2 separate regions of the Mus musculus genome follow, and region 2 is linked to region 1. A link is a contact called in public promoter capture Hi-C data. All regions are on one chromosome and are shown on one strand. Each heading gives the region's core, a stretch centred on a gene start, on an enhancer-like site or on the middle of the called end of the contact. The rest is flanking DNA. Distances are from core to core; before and after follow the strand shown. Region 1 holds the start of Fam155a (family with sequence similarity 155, member A). Region 2 overlaps Fam155a (family with sequence similarity 155, member A).

The links. Promoter capture Hi-C pulls out the DNA fragments that hold promoters and counts their contacts.
Region 2: a contact with region 1 is called in a promoter capture Hi-C map of hippocampal neurons, with 4 times the contacts expected there. The contact joins the enhancer-like site here to the promoter of Fam155a in region 1. A contact is called at or near these places in 4 of 39 promoter capture datasets (the 3T3-L1 cell line, cranial neural crest, embryonic stem cells and 1 more), 3 of 484 Hi-C or Micro-C datasets (cerebral cortex and nephron progenitors), 3 of 115 datasets of contacts at active chromatin or transcription factors (SST interneurons, neural progenitor cells and stem cell-derived neural progenitor cells) and 2 of 9 other capture datasets (liver and pancreatic islet).

Annotation. Positions count from the first base shown.
Region 1 is chr8:9,768,809-9,772,692 of GRCm38.p6, reverse strand. It overlaps Fam155a (family with sequence similarity 155, member A), which reads left to right and starts at 1,670. Exons shown (of 3, transcript NM_173446.2): 1 at 1,670-2,616. The coding sequence starts at 1,675.
Region 2 is chr8:9,568,319-9,572,202 of GRCm38.p6, reverse strand. All of the region lies in intron 1 of Fam155a (family with sequence similarity 155, member A), which reads left to right. Among named protein-coding and RNA genes, the nearest start is that of Fam155a, 200 kb to the left of the region's middle. Within about 2 kb of position 2,197, at least 7 of the 459 cell types and tissues checked have an H3K27ac peak or open chromatin away from gene starts, as enhancers often do. A contact at or near this core is called in hippocampal neurons, where this site is marked.

The DNA.
Region 1 (3,884 bases), core at 421-2,920:
GGAACTCCTAGAGCCAACACTAAGGGGCACCAGAGCCTTGGACTGTAGTGCCAGCTTGGAGGGCGCTGCGGAAGTTCCAGCGCAGAGGAGCCCACCCAGCGGGGCTGGGCAGCAGGCACAGTGAGCAGATGCCTCAGGGTCTTAGGGGTCCTCTGCAGGAATCCTCCAAGATTAGGGCCCCCACTCAATGCTGGTGAGGTGTACTGCAGTGCTGGTGCTTCCCTGGAGCGGGGAGACCTTTTGTTGCCGCTTACTTTGGAGGAGAAAGCGTGGTCAGACATGGAGTACAGTGTGGTCACAGCTGCAGCACACACACAGTGTCGGTTAAACAGCACCGTGTAGGCAGACACACAGATGCACACACCCCGCATCCTTTCTGACCCATAAAACCGATTTAGGACAAAACCCAAACGCAGTGGAGCTCTCTAGAGACTCAAAAAGCGTTCAGACTGAGCCTGCAAAGTCACCTCGCCCCTCCTCTAATCAGCCTCCTCTTGCAGAAGATTGTCTAGCGAGGGAAATGATACCCAGTCCCTAGTCCCCAACAGGGACCTCTTAGCTGCCCTCTGGTGTCTGGGACTTGTCCCCTAGACAGCGGGGTCCTAAGGAGAAGCTGAAGACCCAGGTCAGCAGCCTTGGCCACTCGGCCCACGTCTTGACTCTGAAATAAAAAGTGGGGAGGGATCGCAACCCCTGGGCAAAAGCCTGGGTGTACAGGACCCGGAGGGGGCGGTGGACAGCGGGTCTTCAAGCTGCCGGGGCGCGTCTTCGTCCTCCGCCCCGGGCCAAGCTGCTGTCACTGCACCAGGATGGAGAGACCTCGGGGCGGGAGGAGATGACGCAAAATCCAGCGCTCCCCCCAAAAAAGTGTGCCTCCAGGACGAAGATGGCGGCAACTTAGCCCGGGGACTGAAGATGACTGTGGCCTCGGGAGGCCCAGAGCAGGCGACTCGGCCCCCGGCGGCGCCCGCGGGCAGACCTGCAGCGGCCGCGGCGACAGTCGGAGCGCGGGGTGGGGGGTGGGGGGGAGGGACAGCCCCGCCGGCGGCCGCCCAAGCTCGGGGCGCGGGGAGAGCCAGCGCGAAGTAGGCGCGGGAGGCGGAGGAGAAGCCAGCGACGGAGAGGAAGGAGGAGGAAGAGGAGGAGAAGAGGAGGAGGAGAGGAGGAGGGGAGGCGCTCCGGTCGCCGTCAGTGGGCAGCAGAGACGCGGCATGCCCCTGGCAGGGGAGAGCGGGCTGTCCTCAGCTGGGCCATGGGGACCCGCGCGCTGACAATGCCGGGGTGATAGGAGCAGCGCCAGCCACCCAGCCACCTCCACCACCATCACCTCCCGCACTCAGCCTCCCCACCGGCCAGCACAGCACCAGCCTCCGCGTCTCTCTCTCTCTCTCTCTCTCTCTCTCTCTCTCTCTCTCTCTCTCTCTCTCTCTCTTATTGTCTCCCACTCTTCAAGGGATGGGGTCGGCTGATGCTTAGGTCGGAAGCAAGATCTTCCTCCAAAGTATGGTAATATTTATGTAGGGAGAGAGAGAGAGAGAGAGAGAGAGAGAGAGAGAGAGAAGAAACGGGAGGAGGGGATACGGAAATTAAACCCTTTAAGTCAATGCATATTGTGGTGACACCGGCACAGGAGCCCTCACGGTGGAGTCGGCCAGGGCTGTGCGTTCCCAAAATATGACCAGGGGTGCTTGGATGTGTCGGCAGTATGACGACGGCTTAAAAATCTGGTTGGCAGCACCCCGGGAGAACGAGAAACCGTTCATCGATTCAGAGCGGGCTCAGAAATGGCGACTGTCTCTGGCTTCTCTCTTGTTTTTCACAGTCCTGCTCTCTGATCACTTGTGGTTCTGCGCCGAGGCCAAGCTGACCCGGACCCGGGACAAAGAGCATCACCAACAGCAGCAGCAACAGCAGCAACAGCAGCAGCAACAGCAGCAACAGCAGCAGCAGCAGCAGCAGCGACAGCAGCAGCGGCAGCGACAGCAGCAGAGGCAGCGACAGCAGGAGCCCTCCTGGCCCGCGCTCCTGGCCAGCATGGGGGAGTCCTCGCCCGCCGCCCAGGCACACAGACTCCTCTCCGCCTCCTCGTCCCCCACCCTGCCCCCCTCCCCGGGAGGCGGCGGCGGCAGCAAGGGCAACCGAGGCAAGAACAACCGGAGCAGGGCTCTTTTTCTAGGAAACTCTGCCAAGCCGGTGTGGCGCCTAGAGACTTGTTACCCCCAGGGCGCCTCCTCCGGCCAGTGCTTCACCGTGGAGAGCGCGGACGCTGTGTGCGCCAGGAACTGGAGTCGGGGGGCGGCCGCGGGGGAGGAGCAGTCGTCCAGGGGCTCTCGGCCAACTCCGCTGTGGAACTTGTCGGATTTTTACCTTTCATTTTGTAATTCCTACACACTTTGGGAGTTGTTTTCGGGGCTGTCCAGCCCCAGTACTTTGAACTGCAGTCTGGACGTGGTGCTCACGGAGGGCGGTGAGATGACCACGTGTAGACAGTGCATCGAGGCTTACCAGGACTACGACCACCACGCTCAGGAGAAGTACGAAGAGTTTGAAAGCGTGCTGCATAAGTACTTACAGTCGGATGAGTACTCGGTGAAGTCCTGTCCTGAGGACTGCAAGGTAGGCACAGCGGGTTCCTTTCCCCTTCGCTGCGGCTTTTTTTATGTTTGATTCGTTTATCTGGCTCCGGTTTTGTAAGTTTAATCATTGTTTATCTGGCTATGAGAACTTGACTTTCTGATGGAGTTGGGGACAGCTGGTAGGTTGCTGGTGGCCTGATGCCCTTCTTTTCAGAGCTCTTGGTACATCAGGGAAGTCTATCTTCTAAGATAACAAAGTCAGGGCTTGAGCTGTTTCTTCGAGCTTCGCAGTTGGCGCATACTATTCCTTTCAGGGAAATAGAGAAGGGACCAACACACGCAGGTAGCCAGAGGGAATCATTTCTCCACTTCTAACATAATCAGGTTGGTTGGTCAGAGGAACAGAAGAAAGTGTAGCTGTTAATGTAGGGAGGAAAACAGTCAAACGTACACATTTTGTGGGTTTTATGGGCTAGCTTTCATTCTTTAGTAAGTCTGAAGGCCTGTTCTCTTTAAGCTTCCTGTTTTCTCTTAGACAGCTGTGTAGTATAGGCCTGGGTGTCATAGGAGTAGAAGGTCGTAGTTAGCTATCTATTAATTGATTCTCAATGTTAAACTGGTGATCATACACCTTACGTAATTGCTTTTTTTTGCATACTCTGAAGAAATAGCAAGTGACACATCTTTGATGCTATGAGCTAAAATTCGGAGAAATAGCTAATACATTGTATTGTAGTCAGCAAGGGCTGTGGTGACCTTGCTGATTATGATTAGCAAAGGGGAAGTCTAGACAAGTTTCTTGGAAATGGTATATGCAGCCCTGGGCTGCTGGGGGTGTCGCTGTCCGTGGTGCTGAAATGGGGCTAGTCCAAGAGAGGCCTAAAGATGAAGAAGCTGCAGTGACCTTTAGCTGGGAAGACATGAGGACAGGATCTCTGTAGGTGTGGGTGTTAGCTTTTCAAAGCAATTAAAAAGCATGCACACACACGCGCGCACACACAGACACACAGACACAAGAAAATTGTACAGTTGTTTCAAAAGAAATTAGACACATAACTTTTCTTCCCTTTCTGACTTCCCCAACCTCCAGAGCCAGAGGGCCTCCTCCTCTTGCTTTCTATGGAGGAGGGGTCAAGGGTCATACAGATCAAAGGAGTGTGATGCTTAACTCAGGGCTCTTATTTGAAGCCAGAAGAGCTGACCTATAAGCCACGCCTTACAGTTTATCCAAACTTAATCTGGCCTTGCTTGTGGGTTTTCTATCTTTCTTTCCTTTTTTATGATCAGAAACCTAGACTGCCATCAAAA
Region 2 (3,884 bases), core at 948-3,447, 200 kb after region 1:
TGATGCAGTTTGTCTGGACACATCTAGATATGAAACTGTGATGCAACAGCTCTGTTATGCATAGCAGCAAAGAAGTAGAACCTGACTGGATGCCCGTTGACAGAGAAAAGGCCCTGCCAATGTGGTTCCAGTGTGCAATAGCACTTTACTTGGCTGTTCAGAGAGATGAGGTTAGAATGTTTGTAGGCAAATAGACAAAACTGGAAATTATTTTATTAAGGAATAAAATCCAGACCCAGAAAGACAAATATCATATAGCCTTTCTCATACACTGATCTTAGCTTTAAGCAAGTATATGTGAGACTAAGTGTAGTTCATAACACCAAAAAGGAGATCAGGAGCTGGGAGGAAGGGAAGAAAGAGGACAGCAGACCACACTTGGTTTAAAGCAGAGAGATTATTTAAACATGGAAGGCTACGAAGAAGAAAGGGTGTATGGCAGAAGAGGAGGGTAGGGGAAAGGATGCAACACATTATGGTTGGTAATTCCATAGTGAAATGTAATACTTTATGTGCAAACTTGAAAAACTATTATAATCTTTTATAAAAATACAGCCTTGGTGACAAGGACCAGTCATTAGACAAAGTTGAGTATGCTCCACGCTCTCAGCTCATTGCCTGTAGTGAATGCAGTTTGCATCACTGAAATCTCAGTAGAGCCTGCTGCTAGTGTCTCCTTTCACTTGTGCTGATGCAATGAGCCAGAATTCAGGACTTGGATCCCTGTTGCTTCCTTACCTTACAGCTTCACTGCGTTCCAAGGCATGGCTTGAGGCATGGTACTGAGCTTCCACATTACCATTCCTGTAAGCTCGCAATGAACCTAGAAGACACCCACCTCCTGTGGTCACTTAGAGAACTGAGTTCCTCTTTTGAGAGACATGGTGCAGTGATGGATCTGGTGGGCTGGATACAGCTGAAATGCCTTATCCTTCTACTTAGGATCTGCCATGGCCCACCTCATGCTGGCTTGAAGGCCCAGCAGGGGCTCAACTGATGTTAGAAACTTTGTTTTTCCTTTAGTTCCTTTATTATGGTTCTGAAGTCTCTCCTGGTGGTGAATCCAAAGTGCAAAATGTATTTCCTTCACTAAGGTATTATTCTTAGAAAAGTATGTATGCAAATGAAGTCCTGAGGAAAGTGTCTCCAGGGAAATTGTCAGATACAGAATAGATGAATTTCCAGCACATGATGGATGACTTACCTCGCAGCCCTGACATGTTGTCTTTTTTATATTTTCAATATCAAATCTTACAAAGCAAATGAATACTTGATCAATTAATTGATTATGAGAAGACATCAGGAAGGTTGATTAAATCACTCCAACATGTTATTACTCTGACCTAAAATATAATATAAAAAAAGACAAGCTCCCTCCTTGGTTTTCCACAGTTGAAATTACATGTACTCATATTCAAACAGCCTTGCTTTCCACAGTTGATCTCTGGGCTCTGTCAATATTATCCTCTTATAGTTTTAGTTTTATTCTACCCCCTAATACTGTGGTACTTGGTGGTTGAGATATCAGTCTTCATAAACTCCAACACCATGTAAACATGTCTTCTTCTCTTGCAGAAAGATCTGCCAATTATAATTTTAAACAATAGCCTTCTTTGCTCACCAGGTAATGCCACAATAAATAAGGCCAAGAAATTTATAAATATTTAAATAGCCCAATAGTCTAATACCCCTGGAGATAAAATATGTTCCCACGAGGATGTTTGATCAGAATCAGTTCAAAACAACTATAATAAAAGAGTAAGTTGGGTGATAATTTTCAAATATTTGTATACTTGACACATATGTATTAGGTGATAACTGCTTTTCTCAGACACTAAAGAAATTTGTGTAAATTGTTAGGGAAATAAAAACTAACAAACACACTGACTGCCATGCTGGTCTGGCATGGACATCTGTGGTCACGGTGAAGGCTGGAGTGCTGTTGGGAGAGTTTCTTAATGGACTTTACCAGCACAATCTCATCTGACTTTTAAAGCTTATGATGTGGGGTTGTGGTAAGGACATTGCCTTCAGAGCAAATACAAGGAGCAAACGCAGAAGTGACAGCCTGTGTCACTAAACTGGAAAGTTTTGAGAGGCCCCTTCAGGATTCAAAACATGCAGGGTCTGTGTTCCTTTTAGAAGCATCCAGCAATGTTCCATGAAGCACGAAAGACAGATGCACTTGCCTGTGCCTTGCACATCCACTGAGCCACCATCTGGTCCCTAGCAAAAATATGACATAAATTAGGCAGGTTCCCTCCTCCATGTGGACAGCCATCTCTTCCCATTGCTCCTCTCAGAAGAGGGACAAGCCTTGTTGGGAACAAGATCTAATCAAAAATCTGCTCTGAGAATGACCAAAGCATGGCTCTTTATTCATGTTCTGCTTTGAAGAAGAATCCATATTGTGTGTACAGAAGCCAGGTTCTCGGCTTCCAGGTGTCCCTGTGTCTTCCATTTGAGAACTGGTTCTGATGTTTTTCCACCTGTGATGTCACCTGATCCCCCACCATGCACCTCACTCAGGTCCAGCTCTCTGTACAGTCTGTTTCCATCTCCGCCTTTTTTCTTTTCTGCTTCCTTGTCCCAGAAAGTTTTTCTCTAGGATCTCCCACTGCTGCCTTACAAGTCATCTGCTTGCAATTCCCCAGGAAGGTCTTCCCCACAGTAGACCCTCTGCTACATGTCTTGTCTTTGTCAGACCTGCTGTCTTTTCTCAGAAGTGCATACCATTGTCAGGCAATGCCTCATCTCTTTCATTATCCATTGCTACTGTCTGGCGACTCTCTTCTCCCTATGCTCTAACAGGTACCCCAGGATTCACCCCACACAAGGACATCTCCTGCCTAGGCACATTTGCATAGCAGCCCTTTGGGCAGTATCCACATGTAATCAGCACTGGTTAAGTGCTTTTTAAATGGTGATTATGTGAGTGAGTAAATCAACGGAAGGAAACTCCCCATCTATGCTACACAGCTGGAGCCCTCTAGTCCACAATAATGTTTAGCCTACAAAATGGAACCCAGAGCTTCAACTACTGTCAATGCTTTGCTTAGGTAGCTTCCGGTGATATATAAACATATACTTTGCAGCATTGTGTATTCATACGGCTTCATGCCTGCACTGGTTTCTATGACAACCCTAACAAGGGAGGAAGATACACCAGTAGGATGGCGTGTTTGAGGAAAGTTGAGTTTGTGCACAGTGAGAAGTAAGGCTGTCATTCATTCCCTTTGTCTGCATGCAGAAATCTGGGTTCCCTGGCACTGTTGTTAAATGTGTGGTTATGATATCTTTGTCAAAAATCAGGTAACTACAGTTTTGTGGAATTGCATATGGGTCCTCTGGTCTATCATATGGATTAATGTGTCTGTTTTTGTGCCAGTACAACCAAGCTGTTTTAATTACTATGATTCACTAGTATAATTTTAAATGGGTGTGGTGATACCTCCTATGCTATTCTCTTTGGTCAGGATTGCTTGCCTGTCTTTCTGCCCCCATAGACATTTCTGGATTTGTTTGTGTGAGGCAGATGAGAATAAATGAGGTGGGCACAACGAAATGGCCTACTGTGTGCTATTTAATATGAACAGTAGATGTCTGGATCACTGTGCAATTCCTTCTCAAAATCTTGATCTGTGACACAGGGTTTGCCATTCAACCATCTGAAGAACGTTGCTGCAAACCTGCCTGAAAACTGAAGGCAAGAAAATGGCTCCAAGGGAGCCAAACGGGCCCAGCACACCCAGAAGGAATGTCTCCTGACAGGAGGGAGGCTCATGCAGGAGTGGCCCTACATTGCTCACTGGCTGAAGGGTCAAAGGGTAGAAAGCAGACCAGACCAGTTGGCTTTCCTCATAGGCAGCACTGTAGCACAACTG